Regions from separate parts of the Sus scrofa genome. Here all the other regions are linked to region 2. Evidence: chromatin contacts called from public HiChIP or PLAC-seq data. All regions are on one chromosome and are shown on one strand. Each heading gives the region's core, a stretch centred on a gene start, on an enhancer-like site or on the middle of the called end of the contact. The rest is flanking DNA. Distances are from core to core; before and after follow the strand shown.

The links. HiChIP or PLAC-seq counts read pairs in DNA pulled down with a chosen protein or histone mark.
Region 1: an H3K27ac HiChIP or PLAC-seq map of alveolar macrophages shows a contact between it and region 2. The contact joins the enhancer-like site here to the promoter of BTG1 in region 2. A contact is called at or near these places in 5 of 47 Hi-C or Micro-C datasets (embryonic fibroblasts, heart right ventricle, liver and 2 more) and 2 of 2 datasets of contacts at active chromatin or transcription factors (alveolar macrophages and skeletal muscle).
Region 3: an H3K27ac HiChIP or PLAC-seq map of skeletal muscle shows a contact between it and region 2. The contact joins the enhancer-like site here to the promoter of BTG1 in region 2. A contact is called at or near these places in 2 of 5 promoter capture datasets (fetal liver and liver), 12 of 47 Hi-C or Micro-C datasets (alveolar macrophages, blood, brain and 3 more) and 2 of 2 datasets of contacts at active chromatin or transcription factors (alveolar macrophages and skeletal muscle).

Annotation. Positions count from the first base shown.
Region 1 is chr5:90,692,102-90,694,852 of Sscrofa11.1, reverse strand. No RefSeq gene overlaps it. Among named protein-coding and RNA genes, the nearest start is that of BTG1, 120 kb to the left of the region's middle. Within about 2 kb of position 1,317, at least 16 of the 83 cell types and tissues checked have an H3K27ac peak or open chromatin away from gene starts, as enhancers often do. A contact at or near this core is called in alveolar macrophages and subcutaneous adipose tissue, where this site is marked.
Region 2 is chr5:90,813,841-90,816,688 of Sscrofa11.1, reverse strand. It overlaps BTG1 (BTG anti-proliferation factor 1), which reads right to left and starts at 1,495. Exons shown (of 2, transcript NM_001099936.1): 1 at 1,030-1,495; 2 at 1-66. The coding sequence starts at 1,177. The region is part of intron 3 of LOC106510428 (a long non-coding RNA gene); the gene reads right to left.
Region 3 is chr5:90,900,275-90,903,077 of Sscrofa11.1, reverse strand. No RefSeq gene overlaps it. Among named protein-coding and RNA genes, the nearest start is that of BTG1, 86 kb to the right of the region's middle. Within about 2 kb of position 1,392, at least 18 of the 83 cell types and tissues checked have an H3K27ac peak or open chromatin away from gene starts, as enhancers often do. A contact at or near this core is called in alveolar macrophages, retroperitoneal adipose tissue and skeletal muscle, where this site is marked.

The DNA of each region.
Region 1 (2,751 bases), core at 68-2,567, 120 kb after region 2:
CTCCCAGCTCTATGCGCACAGGGCACCTAAACAGGTCTACTTGCTCCACGTTGGTGTCCTTCACCTGCTCTCCTCTCAGCCTGGCACGCTCTTCCCCTCCCAGCCGTTGCACCCGCGGCAGCACTGTCTGCCCCATGAAACCCTCCATCATCCTGTAAGATCCAGATCTTCGTCTCAGAAACCTTCTCTGGCCTCCGAATCAGGGCTGTGCCCTTCTACTGTTGAGCCTCCACTGTGACAGGTGTAGCACTTATTGTGCTATTTTCACAATGCTTTGTTCACATTACTTGTACTTTTATCAGTAGTTCTCAAAGCATGGTCCGAAGGACAAGTGCCTCAAAAATATCTGCCTATAAGAAGGGCAGATGCCTTGTTTCCCTTGGAAATCGGCATTCCTGGGACTTCCTGGGCGATTAGAGTCGAGAACCTCTGGACTGGGCTGTAAACTCCTCCAGGGTGGGCATTGTCTACCAGGACGTGGCAGTAATGAGTGAATAAGAATATCTCATCGCTTTTCAGCCACAGGGGAGCTTCTGTCGCTCTTACTGTTTGTCACATTTTACGAACACAGCTCAGAGTCCCGTTAGTCCCGTTCCCCACCGCATCTATCCCAGATCTTAGCCCGGGGCCCTGGGGCATGGCCGGCACTAAATAAATGCCTTTCCACGGATGGCAGGAAACTATGACCTGCAGAAGCTTTGAGCGCTGTGCAGCTGGGCAGAGATGCAGCCAAAGTATCAACAAGATGAGCACAAGGCCTGCTCAGTTACCCAGGAGGAGGCACTAAGTCAGACCAAAAGCAGAGCTGGCAATTCTCTGATGTTCCTTTGTAGAAATCCTTGATGTGGGCTGTGAAATGTCAAATCCAGATTTGATTAAGCCGAACTCCAAATCCCCAAGGCAAGTGTGTATCCACGATCTTAATGTAATTATTGGAGCCAACGCCGTCTGTTACTTTCAAAAGGGCTGAGCTAGCACCCCATCCATTGATACCGACTCCTACAAAATGAAGCCTGCAATTGATTCAGCACATCCCAGGCCGATAATGCCTAGAAAAGCTTGATCTGGTTCCTTCCTGAACGTTGAAGTATTAAATTAAACCAAAAAAGAAAAAAAAAGTTCTGATCTACTCTAAAGCCAGAAGAAAGAGCGGGTCCCAAAGGCTATAGCAGAAATCAACGTTCTGTTTCTCTGGCTTAGTGCTAGACTGTTGTCTCTTTGGAAGTTTCCACTTCCTTCTTCAAATGATAACCTATCACTTTTCAGTTAACCCATACTCTGAGTTTTTAAAGGCCAGCCAATAAACGACACGAGCTGTTCTAAGGGCTGTGGGCTTCTGGCTGAAGGATTCAGTATATACAAGTGGAAACTTGGCTTCCTCTGCTTACACATACACTTTAAGCGATGGGCAAAAAAAAGTCAAGCCAGAACCGAGTCTCAAACCGAAGTAGGCACTTCGGGATCTATCAAATTAAACCCAAATGCCACAGCTTCACTGAAGCAGACCTGATTTCACTACCGCGTTCTCAGAGGGAAGAGGGGTGGGGGCAGCTACTCCCAAGCTCCACCCCAAGCCAGAGCTCCACTTTGTTCTGTGAAATTCAGAACACATTTGTTCCCTTTTTTTCCCCTTCAAAATCTACTCCTGCCCTTACGTAGGGTCTGGCTGGAGCTAAAATCATAAGCACCAAAGACAGCAGGGGAAAGGCCGCTTTATTGTGAAATCCAGTCTGAGTAAAAGCAAAACGGATCAGCATCTTTTGACCTTAAGCCAGTGGCGAAGTCTGACAAATCATGGCTGAGGGAACTTGGAAAAGGTCTGATGAGCTGTCAAGCCACGGACAATTTAGCGATTTTCTTGTCACCCCCTATAGACGCAATTCTGAAGTTTCCAAATTCCGGAAACTTCCTAAAGCAGGACCGACAAATCTGAGAAGACACAAGTCTCCTGGTGACCCTAGAACCAACCTCATGTTTCTGAGAGTCTTGAGATCAGAGGAGACCAGTTACCTAGAGGCAAGAATGGATTCTGTTGGAGCCGCCTGTATCAGACTCGCCACAAGAGAAAGATAATTTCTAGGCCAACACAGAGTATGGGGGTGGGGCGAAGCAAAGGGATTTTTCTCCTCCTTTTGGTTCTTATATCAAGAGCTAATCCCACACATGGCAGTGACATTAAGGCAGGAGTCTTGGCATCAGCTGCCAGTGGGATACCTGGTTTAAACAGAAAGCACTCTTTTGGACGCAAGGTACATTACAGAGTTCCTGCCTTTTAGGGACTCCCTTGCCTAAAAGCACCCATTGTCTCACTCTCTCTTGACTTACATGTGACTCCAAACTCACATAAACCCATTCCAGCTTGCCCTCACCAACTCTTCCCATCTCCCAGCAGGTCCGCCATGCATGCCACCCTTCAGACCAAGGGTTGGCAAACTTTTCCTGTAAAAAGCCACAGAGTAAATTGTTCAGGGTTGCAGGCCGTAAGGTCTTTTCATAACTATTCAACTCTGCTGTGGTAGAATGAAAGCATTCATAAACAGTAGTGTAAATGAATGAGCCAGGCTATATTTCAATAAAACTTTACTCCAAAAAACAAGTGGCAGCCTAGATTTAGTCCCTAGGCTATAAGTTTGCTCGCTCCTGTTTTCAACAGACCAAATTTATTCCTTTGTAGGTGCTGGTTTCTTCTGCCTGGGGTCTTTTGTCCTTTTCTCTCAGCTCAAATATATTAATTCATTAAAATTCATTATG
Region 2 (2,848 bases), core at 246-2,745:
TGCGAATACAACGGTAACCTGATCCTTTGCACGGCTTTTCTGGGAACCAGTGGTGTTTATAATGTTCTATAGAAGAAAAAAAACAGAAACAGCGCTTAGATATCGTTACTGCTGGCTCCCGCTGTAGTTTCTTTCTTCGGCTGGCTTCGTTGAGGGAAAATGCAAACTAGCAACTTTCTTTAAAAAAAAAAACAAAAAAAAAAACCCAGCATTGAATCCGCGGCTGTCCATGTAAGGCGATGGGGAATGAGCGGGCAGGGTTTGAGAAATAACAGTAGTACACCGTACAGAACAATCTCCGGGAACCAACCGGTTGAGTTGCCAAAACGGCAATCCGGCGGGCAGCCTCCGCCAGCCGGGCAGCGGGGTGGCACCGGTGGCCAGGCGGGAACCTGTTTACTTTCTCCACCCCACCCCAGCCGCACACACAATGGGGTTTATGGCTTCGAAGAGGAGCGCCACTGGACTGTTCGCCCCGAAGGGAATGGAACAAGCCATCCTAAACCACGCTCTGGGCAGGGCAGTAATTGTACCGGTGACAAATCCGATGATTAATGGACAGGGGTAGGAGGCGCGGAGAGACTGCACGTCCGGCCCGGGCTGGCTCCCTGGCAGCGGCGCGCCTTCCCATCCCGTGGCCCGGCCGTCGGGCCCGCAACGGTTAGACGGGATGGGGGGGAGGGGGCGTCGAATCCACCCTAGCCCGGCGGCTCCTTTGTCCCCCAAATGCGCGGACCGTCCGAGGACGGCGGCTCCCGCCTCGGTCGGCTTCAGTTTCTTTGTTGTGCGTCTGTTTTCCTGTCCCCTTGGTCTGCCAGCCGTGGGGGGAGGGGGCGCCCTTGGCCCACCCCCAAACCCTGTCCCGGACCCGCCGTTAGCGGCAGCCGGGCGCGCCAGTCACGGTCCCGCTGCCGGAACCGAGCGCGACCTGCCCACAGTGCCGCCAAGACTCCCGCGTCCCCGACGGCCCGGCCCAGAGATGTGCCACCGCGTCCCTCGGCGCCCCCCGCCCTGCCGCCGCCCGCTCACCTGCCAGCAGCTCCTGCAGGCTCTGGCTGAAGGTCTGCAGCTGTCGCTCGCTCGTGAGCCCCTTGGTGCGGAGAAACTTGGAGATGAAGGACACGGCGGCGGCGATCTCGCCTATCATGGTGGCGGCCCGGGTGTAGAAGGGATGCATGGGGGCGGCAGGCGGGGGCGGCCCGGGGCGGCCGGGGCTCGGCGGTGCGGCCCCGACGGCGGAGCGGCCACCCCGGGCTCCCTCACAGGTCAGTGGGCTGAGAGGGGGAGAGAGCGTGAGCGGTGGACGGCTACTTTTTTCTCCTCCCTTCTTTATAGTAAAAAGTTATTTTCGAGACAGGAGGCGGCAGGAGAAAGGAAGAGACGAGCGACGGCGGCCTGGTCACATCGCTCGGACCGCCCCGGCCGCCTCCGCCTCCAGCTCCGCAGCCTCCGAAGCTCCAAACACTTGCATTTCCAGCTCAGACGGGCAAAGAGATGCAGCGGCCGTGCGGCACTTTTTATAGCGCAGAGAAAAGGAAGTGGCGTAGCTGGAGCGTGACGGACGACTCCAGCCAATCCGGAGATCGCACCATTGTGATGCAAGCAGATTCTGAGCCGAAGGGGGCGGGAAAAGGGGCCAGGGGGCGTGCCCAGAGACCGGGAGGAGAGGGAGGAGCTGACGTAATCCGCTTGTAAACAAATAAACCCCCGAGTGGCGGCCCAGCGGGGGGGAAAACGGGATGGAGGAAACAGAGGGTGCGCGTGTGAAAGCCCCGCCCCTAGCCCTAACTCCTCCTTCCTGCTCCAACAACTCCTGGAGCTGCGCCAGCGCATCCTCTGCAAGCGTTCGCTGCCTGGGCTCGCCTCGAGGAGACAGAGCTGTGCAGATAAAAGCAGCCCCGCTCAGGCTGTCTACACGCGCGCCTGCGGCACGGATCTGGCCTCAAGGCACCTGCCGGCTCGCGTACTCGGTGTTTACAACCCGTCACCACGCTGAGTCTACGTGCCTGGCTCCACAGGAAGGAAGAGCATACAGAGCAGCGGGATGCGGGTACCCGTGCTGAGGAAGCTGGGAGTGCGGGGAAAAGTGGAGGGAACCGGCTCTCGCGGGGCATCCTGCAGCTTTCGGAACCCAGTTCTCACAAACATGCAGCCAACGCCTCGGAGCCGTTTCCCTTCCACCCTTGCGGAGGGTTGGGGCATGTCTTTGTCAAAGTTTAATTGCAAAATAAATAAAGGTTAGTAAGCCTTTTGTGGTTGCTGTTTCAGTAACTTGAGGAGTCAGAGAAAAGTGGAGACCTTACTGACCAGCTTAAAACTGATAAGAAAGGCTGCTATTGAATATAAATGTAATTATAACAAGTTTAGTAAAAGAAAAGAAACCTATATAATGCATTTTACATCTTTTTTGCACAAAACAGAAGGTTGTTTCCTTTTTTTCCTAATCCACTGAACTGTTTGAGCCTTAGAGTTCTGTTGCTCTTTATAAAAACAAGAAAATAAAGATAAAATTTGCTCAGATATTTGTTTAGTTAAGCCCTACTTGCTGAACTAGGAAAAAATAGGAAGGCGTGAACTTGCTAAAACGATTAGGCCTAAGAGAGGGTTAACCAGAACTCCATTAAGGAGGAGAAAAAAAAGATGGTGAGCCGGCCAGATGGAGAAAGCAAACAAGAGGCAGAAGTTGAACTCTACCAGATGGAAATAAATATCCTGAGCTTAGCTGGTCATCAATATTGCAAAACACACCACTTTGAGGTTTTGTTTTGTTTTGTTTTAATACTGTGCCAAAGGGTATAGAAATGAAGCAAAAGTAGAATTTGCTATAAAGCAGTAGAAGGAAAAATCT
Region 3 (2,803 bases), core at 143-2,642, 86 kb before region 2:
GGACAGTGCTGAACGAACCGTGGCAAAGCTTACAGTCTAGCAGGGCTGACGGATCTGTTTAAATAGAAGCAACCGCAGGATGTGCAATGAGAACGATGGTGGGAAGTGATGGGGGTTTCCCTGAGGAAGTGACGGCGAGCTTGTGACCTGAAGGATGAGTAAGTCTAGCCAAAGCCCATGCGTTGGAGTAGAAGGGGGAAGAGGCAGACAGAGCTCAGCAAATGGGAAAGAGCCAAAGGCAGGAGAAAGCACGGCACCTGGGAGGAAGTGAAAGGCAGTCCCCCTGCCTGGAAATTCCACCAAGCTGGAGAGATGGGCTGTTCTCCAGCCTCACCACATACACACTGACCCCTCTGCGGGACTGTGGGAGCGGAGGTACATGCGTGTGTGAGGAGGGTTTTGAGGAGGCTCATCATTTCACGCCACTGTATTCACCTAGTGCTCAGGCAGGAGCTCTTATCTACATTTGCTGCTCATCTGCATCTTTAGAAATGGAAAACCGGAGGACAGAGAAAGATCTTAGAAACCATCCAGAACGGCACTTCTCAAGGTGTGCCCTGTGGACCGACCATGGCGTCCCTGAAGATGAGACCAGAAACCTGCCTTTTTTCATAAGCATCTTAGGGGATTCTTCAGTACCATCAAGATGGAAAACCACCAGGCCAGCTCAGCTGCCCCCATTTCCAAGTGAGCACATGAAGGAGTGAAGTACCGCCTTGTCCAAGGCGGCATCTTAACCTCAGCACGCCTGACATGTTGGACCACGTAATCCTTTGTTGTTGGGGGCTGTCCTAGGCCCTGTGGGACAGTTAGGAGCATCCCTGGCCATTATCAACCAGATGCCACCAACAGCCCTGCCGCTGCATCAACCAAAAATGTCTCCAGCCAGAGCCAACCATTCACTGGGGGACAAAGGCACCCTTGATTGAGATCCACTGTGCCAAGTCATCAGAGGCAGAGGCAGAGGCAGAGGCAGGGCAGTACTCAAGAGTCTGGATTCACAGCCCAGCCACCTTCCTGTGTCTACTGGATCCTCTTTGGCTGTGAGAAGCGGAGGAGAGGCCGGGTGCCCTGGGCCATCAACGCCAGGGGGTTAGCGCAGAGCTGAGGCCAGCACAGAGGACAGCATTGCTTTCTTCCGGGAAGCTGGGACATTACTTCTGGCTTTTTCCACGATTTCTTGTGAAGTTAGTCATTGCTATTTCTATTTCTCCACCTGTTTAAACCTGGATCTTCCAGGAGAACTGGCAGGATTTGGGTTGGCAACATCTTGGAAACCCACACAGAAAGGTGCCATCCAAAAAGCTTTTTTAACTGAGACTGATTTAAAGGTAGCCCTGTGTAGGAACCAAGAGTGTCGTGTTCTAATTTTAGCACTGTGCCAGGAAGAGGAGTGTGGTGGTGAGCAGTGGAAAAGGGAGCAGGAAATGCTGCTGCTGGTTCCCAGCTCCATTCCAAACTACCTTTGTGGTCTTTTGCAAATCACTTTGGCTTTCTGGTCTAGGAGACATTTCCTGTCAGATAAAGGCATGAAAATAGGTCACTACATCTAGGCTTGGACTCACCCTGAGCCCTCTGCCCAAGAGGACCTACCACTGGTCCTTCCAAACCCAAACTCTACCTTGTCTCCAAAATCCAGCTCAGCCATGATTCTTCATTTTCTTTAGCTACAATGCTGTTGTGGTTCCTCGTTCTCAAGGGAGGCACATGATTCAAGAATCAAGTGCCATGATATCTGTAACTTACTCTCAAATGCTTCTGAAAAATATATAATATGTATATGTATATATGTACATATTTTTAACACATGGGGGAAAGCAAATATACCAAGATATTACTAAACGTTGAATTTCACTGAAGGGTATATGGGCATTCACTGTATAACTCTTCCCTTTTTCTGCCTGTTTTAAATTTTTCAAAATCAAATGTTGGAGAGAGAAACAATTCTAATTCTATCTACTCCACAAAGCCTTTCCTGAATTAGCTGAAATAATTCCTCTGAATTCCCAGAGCACTTATGTACGCTGTGTTTATCACTTTCCACGTTGTATTGTAGTTAAGTACTCACATAGTGGGTCATAAAACTGCTAAACGCAATACTCAGCTATGCAGAGAACATTTGTGCCAAAACTGCTCTTTATTTAGGCTACAGCTCCTCTGTTCTTCCTCAGGAGACCCTGTGCTCTTGCAAGCAGGGGTGGGGGGAAAGTAAAATTTAGTCCAGTCTTGTTATCTCAGATTGATCATAGAAAGTAAACAGTCACTTTATTTATTTATTTATTTTTGGCCATGACTGCTGCATGCAGAATTCCCCAACCAGGGATCGAACCCACGCCATAGCAGTGACCTGTGCTGCTGCAGGGACAACACTGGATCCTTAACCCACAAGCGGTGCCACAAGCGAACTCCTAAACAGTTGCTTCAGGCAACTCAGTCACATTTGGATAAAGGCCAGACTTTAAATGTCCCCACTCCTGGAGTTCCCACTGTGGCTCAGTGGTTAGGGAATCCGAGTAGGAACCATAAGGTTTCGGGTCCGATCCCTGGCCTTGCTCAGAGGGTTAAGAATCCAGCATTGCCACGAGCTGTGGCGTAGGTCACAGACATGGCCCGGATCCCGCGCTGCTGTGACTCTGGCATAGGCCGGCAGCTGTAGCTCCAGTTGGACCCCTAGCCTGGGAACCTCCATATGCCGCGGGTGTGGCCATAGAAGAGACAAATAAATAAATAAATAAATGTCCCCACTCCCTCTTTATTTCCCCAGAATGGCATTTAGGGGCAGGACAGAAACTGGGTTCAGGAA